Regions from separate parts of the Sus scrofa genome. Here region 1 is linked to region 2. A link is a contact called in public HiChIP or PLAC-seq data. All regions are on one chromosome and are shown on one strand. The core of a region is the stretch at or near the end of the contact, and the rest is flanking DNA. Distances in the headings are between cores, read along the strand shown. Region 1 holds the start of STX7 (syntaxin-7). Region 2 holds the start of RPS12 (ribosomal protein S12).

Region 1 (5,616 bases), core at 2,740-5,239, 260 kb after region 2:
AGAAAAGAAATCACAGCAATTTCCTAGTTTTTCTACCTAAGAAACTAGGTAGAGTTGAGCCTGAGAATCTATCTTAGCATCAAGTATCTGATGTGAGGAGGTACTTTCCTTAACTATTCACTTGAAAATCTTTTCTTTCCATCGTAATAACAATGATCTCTGATGGTTTAGCCTCAAAGCATCTTTGTCCAAATATTTGTAAGTTACTGTGGTAGTTTCAATATATGTCCATAATTTTTTAATATTCCTTGCTTTTGGAGATAGAATTCAGTTCTCCTCCTCTTGATTGTAGGCTGGATTTAGTGGTTCTCTTCTTATAGCACAAGAATGGAAAAAGAGTGATGCGCAGACATCACTTTAACCAAGGTGTGAAGATGAACACCATCAGTAAACAGCTTCTGTCCTGTACTCCCTGAAAGGACATGATAAGGACACTTCGCCTCCATGGTAAAAATCTATAACTCAGTCTAATCATGTGAAACATCAGGCATGCCTGAATTGAGGGACATTCTACAAAATGCCTTCCAGTACTCTTAAAGCGCCAAGGTCATGATAAAAAAGGAAAAGGCAGAAAACGATCACAGATCGGAGGAGACAAAAGAAACATGCTGTATAAATACAGTGTGGGATTGGATCCTGGAACAGAAAATGGACAGTAGCAGAAAATTGGTGAAATCCAAATCAAGTCAACAGTTTAGTCAACACTGCTATACTAATGTTAATTTCTTAGCTTCGGCAAATGCATTAGCATTAGGATTATAAATGCATTAGGATTATGTAAAATGTTAACACTGGCTGAATCTATGTGAGGTGTAATGAGAACTCAGTATTATATTTGCAACCCTTCCATTAGTCTATAATTATCCTAAAATAGAATTTATGTTAAAAAGTGGGAGGAAGAAAGAACATATTCCAATTAAAGGGAACTGATGGAGCAACACACAGAAATAAGAAAACCCTTGATGAGCAGTTTGTGAGCTGGTGGGAGGGAGGTGAAAGCAGAAAGAGATGGAGAAATTCTTTAAACTGGCATATTCCAAAGCATAATTTGAGTGCACAGAAAGGCAGGATCCAGATTATGTAGGTTCTTGTATGGGAGTTCCTGCTGTGGATTAGTGGGTTAAGGACCCAATGCTATCTCTGCGAGGATGTGGGTTTGATCCCTGGCCTCACTCAGTGGGTTAAGGATCTGGTGTTGGGCAGGTTGCAAATGCAGCTCAGATCTGGTGCTGCTGTGACTGTGGCATAGGCCTGCAGCTGCAGCTCCAATTCCACCCCTCATCTGGGAACTTCCATATGCAGCAGGTGTGATCTTAAAAACAAAACAGATTATGTAGGTTCTTGTGTACAAGGTGACTGTGACCATATAATATGTCATCTGAACTGGGACACTTTTGAGAAGCAAATGAAGAAGTAGAGCTAGATTTTTTGTTAGGCTTTCTCTAGCTTTCATACTTTATGGCTGAAACTGAAACAAGAGGGAAGGAGGGAGGGCATAACCTTCAAAGAATGACATAGCCATTGAGGATAAGACAAAAACCAGTTAGAACCAACTAGGTCCAAGATGGCAGAAGATTCAACTTCCCGTGATTTTGAGCCTCATTATATGCTCATTGTAATATATTAGCATGCTAAATGACATGCCCACAGAGGCCAGGACAGTTCCAAGGGCAACCATGAGAGGCCAAAAGTGGGTAGTGGCCTATTTTCTGGAAATCCCACCCCTTCCCCTGAAATAGTTGGAATAACCCTCCCACTCAATAGCCTATGAACTTACCACACCCATAAAAGCTCACTACCCCATATTTCAAGACCTCTTGCATCCTGAGACGGCCCACACTTTGTGGAGTGTGTTTCTCCCAGGGCTGCTCTCTTGCCTTTTCAGATAGATTGCATTTTGTCTGTGGAGTATCTTCCAGGCAGCTTTCACCTGCTGAGATGGTCCATACACAATTGGCCTATCTCTCTCTCAATAAATCTACTTCTTACCTACTACTTTGCCATTTTTTTTTTTTTTTTAATGTCCACACCCATGGCATATGGGAGTTCCCAGGCCAGGGACTGAATCCAAACCGCAGCTGTGACCTACACCAGAGGTGCAGCAATGTGGGATCCTTTAAGTCACTGCACCTGGCCTGGGATCAAACACACACCTCCGCAGCAACCTGAGCTGCTGCAGTCTGATTCTTAAGCCACTGTGCCACAGTGGGAACTCCTCACTTTGCCTCTTACTGAATTCCTTCTGTACTGAGACATAAAGAACCTGAACTTCAATAAGTCCCAAGACAAGGTGTGTGATTTTAATTAAAAACAAAAACAATGGCTTTGAGTCCCACTGTGCAGTTTTAAAACTGTTGCCTGGAGTTCCCATCGTGACTCAGTGGATGAATATGACTGGTATCCATGAGGACGCAGGTTTGATTCCCTGGCCTTGCTCGGTAGGTTAAGGATCCAGCATTGCTGTGAGCTGTGGTGTAGGCCAGCGGCTGCAGCTCAGATTCAATCCCTATCCTGGGAACCTCCAAATACTGTGGGTGCAGCCCTAAAAAAAAAAAGACAAAATAAAAAATAAAATTATTTCCTATTACAAAGGATGAAATACATATTTTATTTGATCACAGAATGTTTTTATAAAAACTTAGAAAATATTGAAAAATAGATTTCACGTAAAAATCAGAATTTGGGGTTAGTAGGAGCAAAATTTAGAATGGATAAGCAATGAGGCCCTATAGCCAGAGAACTACATCCAGTCTCTCGTGATAAAACATGATGGAGGATAATATGAGAAAAATAAAGTGTACATATGTATGACTGGGTCACTGTGCTGTGCAGCAGAAGTTGACACAACGTTGTAAATCAACTATACTTTAATAAAAAATTTAGAAGTATAGAAGTTTGGGGTAAAATAAAAACGAATCAAATTTCCACTATATCTCAAGAAAGCAGATAATTTGCTTATATTAGGCAATATTCCTAAAAGTCTACTGTTGGCTCTAGCTGAATCATGCTGCCCCTTTAGATGGGGTGTGTACCTTCTGCTTGGCCAGCGTGCCCATCTCTATTGCCCCTCTTCACAGAGGCAGAGTATAATTGCTGCTTATTATCACACTTACACCATAGTTTTCTTTAGGAAAAATGAGGAATAGAAAATACTTCTTCTTCCTGCATCTCTCTTAAAAATAGAAAAATGAAAAGTGAACTGAGAGCCTCTTCTGTTTCTTATCCTTGGTTAATCTCTCTCACATATGTACATATATGTGCATGTGATTCCAAACAACCTAGACTTTTCTCAGGTGGTACCAATTCAAAATATGTTTTGTTTTGTTTTTTTCCACCTTAGTCTATCTGGACTTTTGATATCCTGACGATCCTTTTAGAAATATTGTCTTATTACAGAAAAAGGCCTAATTAATTTGGTATTCTTTCATCAAAAGAAATTATACTTTTATCTAACAATTACTTTGACTATTTATCATGAGAACCTCTCTATGTTTTGGAAATCCGGTGAAACCTACTTCCCGCCCTTGAGGATGCTTAGAATGACTTGTATATGTATGAAAACTTGTCTACTTAGCACATGGGAAAGACTTTTCGCTTATTCCTTCATTGTTCCTGACTGAATTTCCTCTATTCGTGTTAGTATGTCCTCCCCCCAGGGCCTCATTTGCGGGCGTCCGCATTTTTAATGGAGTTGTAAATATGGTCTACTACAGAGTCAAGGGTTAAGAAGCAAGGCAGGCATGAGTTAATCGGGCCAGCTGAAGACACGAGGCTAGGGAGGCCGGCATCCCCCGATAAACAGAGGGGCTCTCCATTCCCTCCTCCTGTTTTTGCTCGCAGGCTAAGACGTTCACCATCCGCAGGTCAGGCCTCAAAAAACACCTCCCTTGCAATTTTGCTGGAACCCCCATTCCTTAGCTTAGAACCAGAGGGGCGGGGAAGGGCTGCCGTCATTTAACCCCGCTGGCCAATGAGAGAGGAGCTAGCTCCGCCTCCTTCCCAGGGAGGTATTGCGGGCATGCGCACTGGCCATCCTGGTGCCGCCACCCATCAGCTGAGAATCGCAGCTGGGGGCTCTGCGGCCCTTGGGTGCCCGCGGCTAAAGAAGAAGAAGGAAGCAGAGGAAGTCGGGGTAAGAGGAGTCTCGGGAGGTGCCCATGGCCGGGCGCCCCGAAAGCGCGTGTCCCCGTGGCTGTCGCGCCACCTTGTTTGCGCGCGTTGTCAGGTGGCCGCCGCCCTGCGCTTTGCGGCAGGCGCTCGGGAGTCTGAGGGCCGGCGTTGCCCCAGCCCCGGGAGCGCGCTGCTCCCCACGCCCCTCGGCTCCGTGCGCGGCGTGGTCAGGCGGGCCCCGCCGGTCCCTGCTGGCCTTGCCAGCCCGGCCTTCCCGCCGCCTGATGCGCAGCAGCCCCGCCGCCTCCCCCTGCCTCCCCGGCCGCGCTTGCTCAGGCGCACCGGCTGGCTGCGCGTTCCCGGGCGGGGCTGGCGTCCGAGCCGCCCCGGCCCAGCTCTGGAATCCAGCTTCTTCTGCCTCAGGCTGGACATGAACTGACCTCTTCCTCTTTTTAATTCACGGGTTTAGAAAACGTGCTTTAAAGTTCTCCTCCCAAATGTAGAAGAACTGAAGATACGTATTTCTGTAGTGAAGGAACCATATACATTAATACAGAGGCTCATTGTAGTTGGTCTTCTCTTTGGTTTGGAGACTATGATATGCTAACTTTCTTTGGCCCTTTCAGTGATGTCCTTAATTGGTTTGCATAAAGCCAGTTACAATACATGCAATATCTCAAGACACCTCCCCACACCCACCCTCTTGGTTTTCAGGTTGTTACTTTCTTTAAATTCAGACAAAAAGAAAAAAATTGCCTTTCAGGTTAAATGCTTTTTTCCCCCCTCAGATTTCTTACATTTGCTAGACTCTTATACAGTAATTTTTGTTTAACTCAAATCAACACAGTCTGACTACAGTTATATGTAATTTAATACTTGTGCGAACTCTGGAAGAAGAGGAAGTGATTATGAAATGCTGTGCTCTTTAGTAATATTGGAGGTGAATGTTTCTTCTGAGGTTGGCCCGATCGTCCCCCAGTACAGAGACTGATAGCAGTGTTCAATTGTCTGGTGATGTGTACAGGCCTCTGCTTTGCAGGCCACTTTGAGAAGTTTGCCTCAGACTTGTGACTCGTTGAAATTTAAGCTCCAGTTTCAAAGTTTCTGTGGAGGTTAATATGATACCATGTTAACGCATTAACTGCTCCCCCAAACAAAGTAAGCCTTAATTTTGGTTACGATCCTAAACTTTAGCCAAATGCTGCTGGTTGAAAAATAAATGATAGGAAGCACGTGCAGTAAGCCTGAGTAAAGTTTGCCATGATTCCATTTTATTTGAAAGTTTGGTGTATGAGCAGATCAAAAATAATCCTCGGTATTGTGAACTAAACCCAAATGGCATAATAGTTTAATGGATGCAAGAGCTGAGCTAAAGAATGCAGTTCGTGTAGTTCAGGTGGAGAATGCTCCTGTTTGTAGTAAAGGGATCACCCGCACATTCATGGAACATCTGTGCTCCCTCACAGCACAGATACCACAAGATGACAGCTTTGTCTCTCTTTATGT
Region 2 (5,968 bases), core at 2,470-4,969:
AGGGAAGTGTCAGAAAACCAGTGTTAATGAGAGGTGATCCTCAGGGCCAGCGAGTGAAGGAATATATGGAAATGTACTCTGCTGTAGTTCTTTTCTCTAGCCCAAATTATACTAACTCCCATAAACGACCATCAAAGGCTCAAAACAGCACCAAATACAATAGGGACTAAAAATGGTGAGATGCTGAAACGAGCCAACTAAAAATTCAAAGCAAACTGAAATCATTTTCCTTAGAACAGCCAAATGGCCCAGGTTATATACCATCCAGACTTAGTCATATTGTATAAACTACACTAGCTCTAGGCCAACATGTGAGGCCTTCACTTCACCAGTGGGTAACATGCTGATAATCACCCTTTAGTGATATTAGAAGCAGTCAAACATCTTGGAAGACTTAAAACCTATGAATTCCCCAAATGCAAATTAACACTGAGGAACACCAGGTCAAAACTGAACCTGTTGCAGGTTCACAGGCACCCTGTAAGTTGGCAACCACTAAAGAAAAACTCCCCAGTTGGCACTTACCAGGGATTCAAATTTTTAAATTCTCATTTAGTCCTGACTCACCATTTCATACAGCAACCAATGATGCCCACTTGAAATACATGGGCCACTATTACTTCTCCTACTGAGATTCTTCAATTATAGATGGAAGCACACCTCATTTCTGTGCCTACTATTTAGTTAAGTTAGTTACAACTGACACCCTGACTTTTATCAAGGGCCATGTACATAAGCACACCTGGCCATCATGCACCTTCTAGCATCCCACAGCCTAAATCCAATCCAGCCGACCTTTGTTCTTTTCATCTGTAGAACTTAATTCTTGACACCTACACCTGACAAGCCTCTACCCATTCTCCAAGTTCCTGGCTGTTCCCATCATAGCAATGATAAATGCCCACACCCCAGAAATACTGTCACCAAAACCTCACTGTAAGCCTAACCTTACATGGGCTCTTCTAAAGGCCAACACTAATATCACTTAAAGTTTGGAGAACATGCTTCCACTTAAAAAAAGCTAGGAGACAAATAGCACGTTTCTAATCATTTGGCAATGACTATCTTTCGTCTTTCACTTACAGGAACCTTATTATATTGCCCCAAATAAAAGCCAAAGATGAGAAGAAATAGGAGCCAGTCTTTTTATTTGATTATTTCTTGCATTTGAAGTACTCCTCGATGACATCCTTGGCCTGAGACTCTTTGCCATAGTCCTAAAAAATAAAAAGTGATTTTTTACTAGTATTTAGAAAACTTCACTAAATTGTTAGCACTAGTTATGGTGAAGCTACAAAATGTTAGGTTATGTGCGTCCCATCATTGAAATGTCTTGTTGCCATTTTCAGGGACCTTAAAGACTTAATGTCTTTAAGGCTCGTAACATGGCTCTCCTATTGCCAGCGTTTACTCAATTTCTGCAGAAACACATTCAGGTAAGCAGATTCATTGACTGGCTTTAATTACAGTTCATTTCCCTTTCCCTTAAGACAATAATCGTTCTTTGTGTGTTGAGAATCACACATCTTTTACTTTTAAGATATTCTCAACATTTAGATTCAATACAGGGTTAAGCATGGTCACCCAGCACAATTTCCTCCCCCGACAAAAAAGACTTACCTTCACCACCACACAACTGCAACCAACCACTTTACGGGGTTTTCCCTCTCTGTCAATTTTACAGAGGCCTACCCATTCCCCTAGTTTCTTGTTGTCGTCGACCTATTGAGGGAAACAACAATTAAAAAAAAAAAAAAATCACCACTAGTAGACATGAATGCTATTGACGGACACATCAAATGAAAGGCAGCTGTAGTCAGATAGGGTGACATGGCAGTTTCCTCATAGAAGTTCAGTAGAGGGAGCCAGTTGTCATCATGTACAGCAGCACCAAGACCTCCTACCTAGTTTTTTCTATGGCAACATCAAAATTAGCATTTAATTCTGTGGGAATAAAATGCTTCTAAAACTACCTTTAACATATCTAACAATTGTCAAGTTTGTGAAGTTTTTCACACCTGCAGAAAGCAAAGAGCTCTTTGCAGAATTTGCTCTGCTATGAGTCATTAGCTATCATTATCTGGAAACACGACCCTAACTGGCCCAATTTTCATTAACCTAGAGAATTTAAACAGTCAAGACAGCAAGTTAGATGGCTAACTTACCTTAATTAGGTTGATCTGGTGCTCAGCACAAAGGGCCTCCACCAACTTGACATACATTGGCTCATCACAGTTGGATGCAAGCACACAAAGATGGGCTTGGCGCCTGAAATGCAAAACCCAACAGAAACCAAGTCAGGTCTAAATCCACTACCGCACTTTTACAAGAGTTCTTTGCACTAGCCACAGTGACTAACAGAAGAAGCACGCTGAGAACACAACTTCAAGCTGATGTAGCTGCCACAAAACATTCACTTCCTCCACTGAAACATTTCTGATTCAGTAATTAATAATATAAAGTTTGTATGTAAAAACTAACTTACTCATTAGTTACCCATTACTAACCCAGACAGTAACACTGCTCAGTATTGTCAAGGTACAAATAGTGCAGGAAATCCATACCAGGTATTTCCAACAAGGAATGCTATTTCCACTGGACTCAACTGGCCAGTGTACTACAATTAACAGAACAGAAACTCACACATCTTAGTACCCTTAAAGATCATTTAAATTCACCTCAATTAAATAGTTGCTTTGCCAATGTAACCACTCCAAAAACCTAACCAATTTATAAATGTCCCACACTCACAATGACCTCTACAGCTAAAACACTTATTGAGTTCACCTAAAAATCCAGGTACTTCTGCCATGTTAATAGTTCAAAATCTACATGTATTAATGAAGGTTCTTATGGATTCCCTAGTTAACAGTGCATTAATAGCCCCACAACCTACAGGTTTGTCAGACTATTAGATTTCACTCATGGAAAGAGTGAAGGGGTATCCGACAATTTAAGTCATCACTCAAACGCTGTAGTTCCATTTTAAGAAGCAAGGGCGCACCCCCACTCCAAACCTACACCCTTTTAAGTGGGCCGTTAAAAGATCTAAGTTTATACCTTTTCCTAGGTTTCCTGTAGAACGGATGCCATTCACAACTTTTGTGCTAACAGCATGAACTTCACGCTCTCTTCCCTTGGCTGCAGTTTTGTTCCAGATCCAACACCCCACAGTATTGAGACTGATACACGTACTTGTCTAAGGCTTTGGCAGCTTCGCGAATTCCACGTGCTAGGCCATCATGGATGAGGGCGGTCTTCAGCACCTCTTGTAGAGCAGTATTAACGTCCATTACACCTCCAGCAGCAATGCTAACACGGAAGAGTTAAAAAAAAGAAAAAAAATCAAAAAACCTCCGCACACCATCTAATGCTTTGGACAAAACAGTCGTTGGCGAGATTAGATCATAGCCGCGTAGAGCGCCACAGCAAACCCAGAACCCACGCTGCGGGCTCGCGGCCCGCGCCTCGCCCGTTTCGCCACCCCAACCCTGAGCTCACCCTTCCTCGGCCATGGCGGTGGGTTACGGGTGGAACCGAATCTTGAGCACACTGCAATAGGAAAAAAAAAAGAAAAGAAAATCCTGGTTAACAAACTGGGTTTAGACCTAAACACTTATCGCCAATCTCATCTGAAAAACACTGAGCCACACTCCGCAAACACCACTCTCGCCTTGCTCTACTCACCCCGAGCCTCCGCCTCCGCGCGACTCGGCGGCGGCAGGGAAAGAGAATGTAGGCTCCCGCATGACGGTATTTAAGGGTTTCCCAGGACCCCTATGCGCATGTGCACTCCCTCCCAGGGAAGAGCTGGCTTTAGCAGTGCCGGGCCTCGAGAATTTCTGTTTCCGGATTGAAGCGGTTCTGTGGCAGGGGTCCTACTAGTCTTCTGACTCTGCTCGGCCGGTCTTAGGCCCACGCAGCAGGCACTAACGCGGGCAGCTTCCCAAAGTTTTTCCACGCCGAGGGTGGGGCCTACGGAGGCCCAGAGAGCTCGTCCTACGGTGCGCGAGAAGGGCCAAGCCCTCCTGCCAATGTGGTCTTGCAAGGCCCCGAGTCCTGGAGCAATCGCAGCCCCAGTTTTAACGCTTAAGACACCGTGGTTGTAATTTCGACTCCACTAATGGGCCTTCCCTGAGCAGCACACTCTCTCACTTCGCTCTTTAAGTCACTCTGAATGCTGGTGAATTTATCATTCTTTGGGTGATCTGCGCGCGCCCGTGCGTTTTCATAAAACGAAAGTCAACACGTTTTCGTTACTTCTAAGCAAATCGAAAATTCCACTTTCCCGCCGGCTGTTAACTGGAACGTCTGGCCAGCCAGGTATTTGGTAATGGTTTTCTAACGCAGTTGGTTCTAAACGAAGTTTGGGGTTTGAAAATAAAAATAAAAAACACTAAATTGTCCCCTGAATTCGTATTCCCGCCCAAATCGGGATTCAGCAGGTGCATTTGAAACACCTACAATGTAGCAGACGTAGAGACAGGGTCTGGGAATATAGAGATGAAATCGTGGTCTTTGAGAAATCTGGCATTCATTTCGCCTTTCCGGACTGGCGAAATTAGGAGTGGAATCCAGTTTTAACTCTGACTTTTCGGGAAGCAACATTTTGAATGTTACATTGGTGGGCCATTCCCCACCAACGCAAATATCTGAAATACAGCCAAATGTAATTGGCACAGTCCTTTTTCTCCTGTTTAAACTTATTCTCCTGACAAGTGCCAAACTAGTTAGCAATTATTAGGCATTTGATAGGTGCCAGCACTATGCATACAGTGAACAGAGACAGGTAACTTGAGTACTGTGAAGATAACAAAAATAAGTCACATAATAAGAGTGTGAGGGAGAGTTAGCCAGAATAATGATATACTGGAATTTTAATAAGTTGATACAGTTCATTTTTAGCTTTCAAGTGTTCATTTTTAAGTGTTGAACCAGCTTCTTTCCATCCATAAGTCATCCTAAAAAAATAGTTCACTTTGCTTATTCATTTAATTATTGAGCGTTTTTTTTTTTTTTTTTGCTTTAAAAAAAAGCCCTGCAGAGTTTATAACGATGAAAATACTTATTCTTGCTGCTCTAATGTTTGTGGTCAAATTAAATACTTCTTGGCAGATGCAATTTTTCCCAGTATAGTACTAACCAAGCTGACTGGGTTTCTGTCTTCTAGCAGCTCATAGTAACCTATTCTGTAGACTCAGGTATGGGCCTTAATATTTTCCCTTAATACATGCCTTTTCTATCAATTTGAAACCTCCCTTCCTAGAACTGGAGCTACAGTTTAGTTTTGATGTCTTAGTTATAGAAGTGGTTCTAATACCAGAGATGAGGTCAAAGGGCACACACTGGTGATTCAAGGATTATCTAACGTAGATTCTAGTTCCCTATTTTAAGGTCGCATCCTCTTGATTTTAGATATTGCCCGAGTTGAAAGACAACTAAATAGAGCCTAGTAGCTAGAGTCACTCTCTGACCAGCAGATTATAATACTTTGAAAACGTACACAAATGTGTATCTAAAATACATATGAGCAGTTCCTCACCATGATGAACCCAACTAGTATCCCTGAGGACTCAAGTTCCATCCATGGCCTTGCTCAGTGGGTATTAACTAGATCCTTTAGGATCTAGTGTTGCCATGAGCTGTAGTGTAGGTCACAGACACAGCTTGGATTCTGGGAACCTCCATATGCTGCGTGTGTGGCCCTAAAAAGCCAAAAAAAAAAAAAAGGTTTCTTGTAAACAGAGGCATCCCTATAAATATCACTTTTCTTCTTTGCTTCCTCCTGCAAGCTCCAATGTGACCCCTAGCCCAGTAACTTCCATATGCTGAGGGTGTGGCCCTAAAAATCAAAAAGTAACAATAAAATAAAATACATGTGAAAAAAATTCTGAAGTTTGTTTTAGAAACTATAATGATAATAAATAATTCTGTTTAGTATTTTCTATATGCCACTTTATGTGCTAAG

The links. HiChIP or PLAC-seq counts read pairs in DNA pulled down with a chosen protein or histone mark.
Region 1: an H3K27ac HiChIP or PLAC-seq map of alveolar macrophages shows a contact between it and region 2. The contact joins the promoter of STX7 here to the promoter of RPS12 in region 2. A contact is called at or near these places in 1 of 5 promoter capture datasets (fetal liver) and 1 of 2 datasets of contacts at active chromatin or transcription factors (alveolar macrophages).

What each region holds. Positions count from the first base shown.
Region 1 is chr1:31,180,916-31,186,531 of Sscrofa11.1, forward strand. It overlaps STX7 (syntaxin-7), which reads left to right and starts at 3,990. Exons shown (of 10, transcript XM_001926476.4): 1 at 3,990-4,132.
Region 2 is chr1:30,919,673-30,925,640 of Sscrofa11.1, forward strand. RPS12 (ribosomal protein S12) reads right to left here and starts at 3,720. Exons shown (of 6, transcript NM_214363.1): 1 at 3,688-3,720; 2 at 3,502-3,552; 3 at 3,196-3,312; 4 at 2,166-2,268; 5 at 1,621-1,722; 6 at 1,132-1,217. The coding sequence starts at 3,515. The coding sequence ends at 1,155. SLC18B1 (MFS-type transporter SLC18B1) reads left to right here and starts at 4,045. Exons shown (of 15, transcript XM_013988257.2): 1 at 4,045-4,323.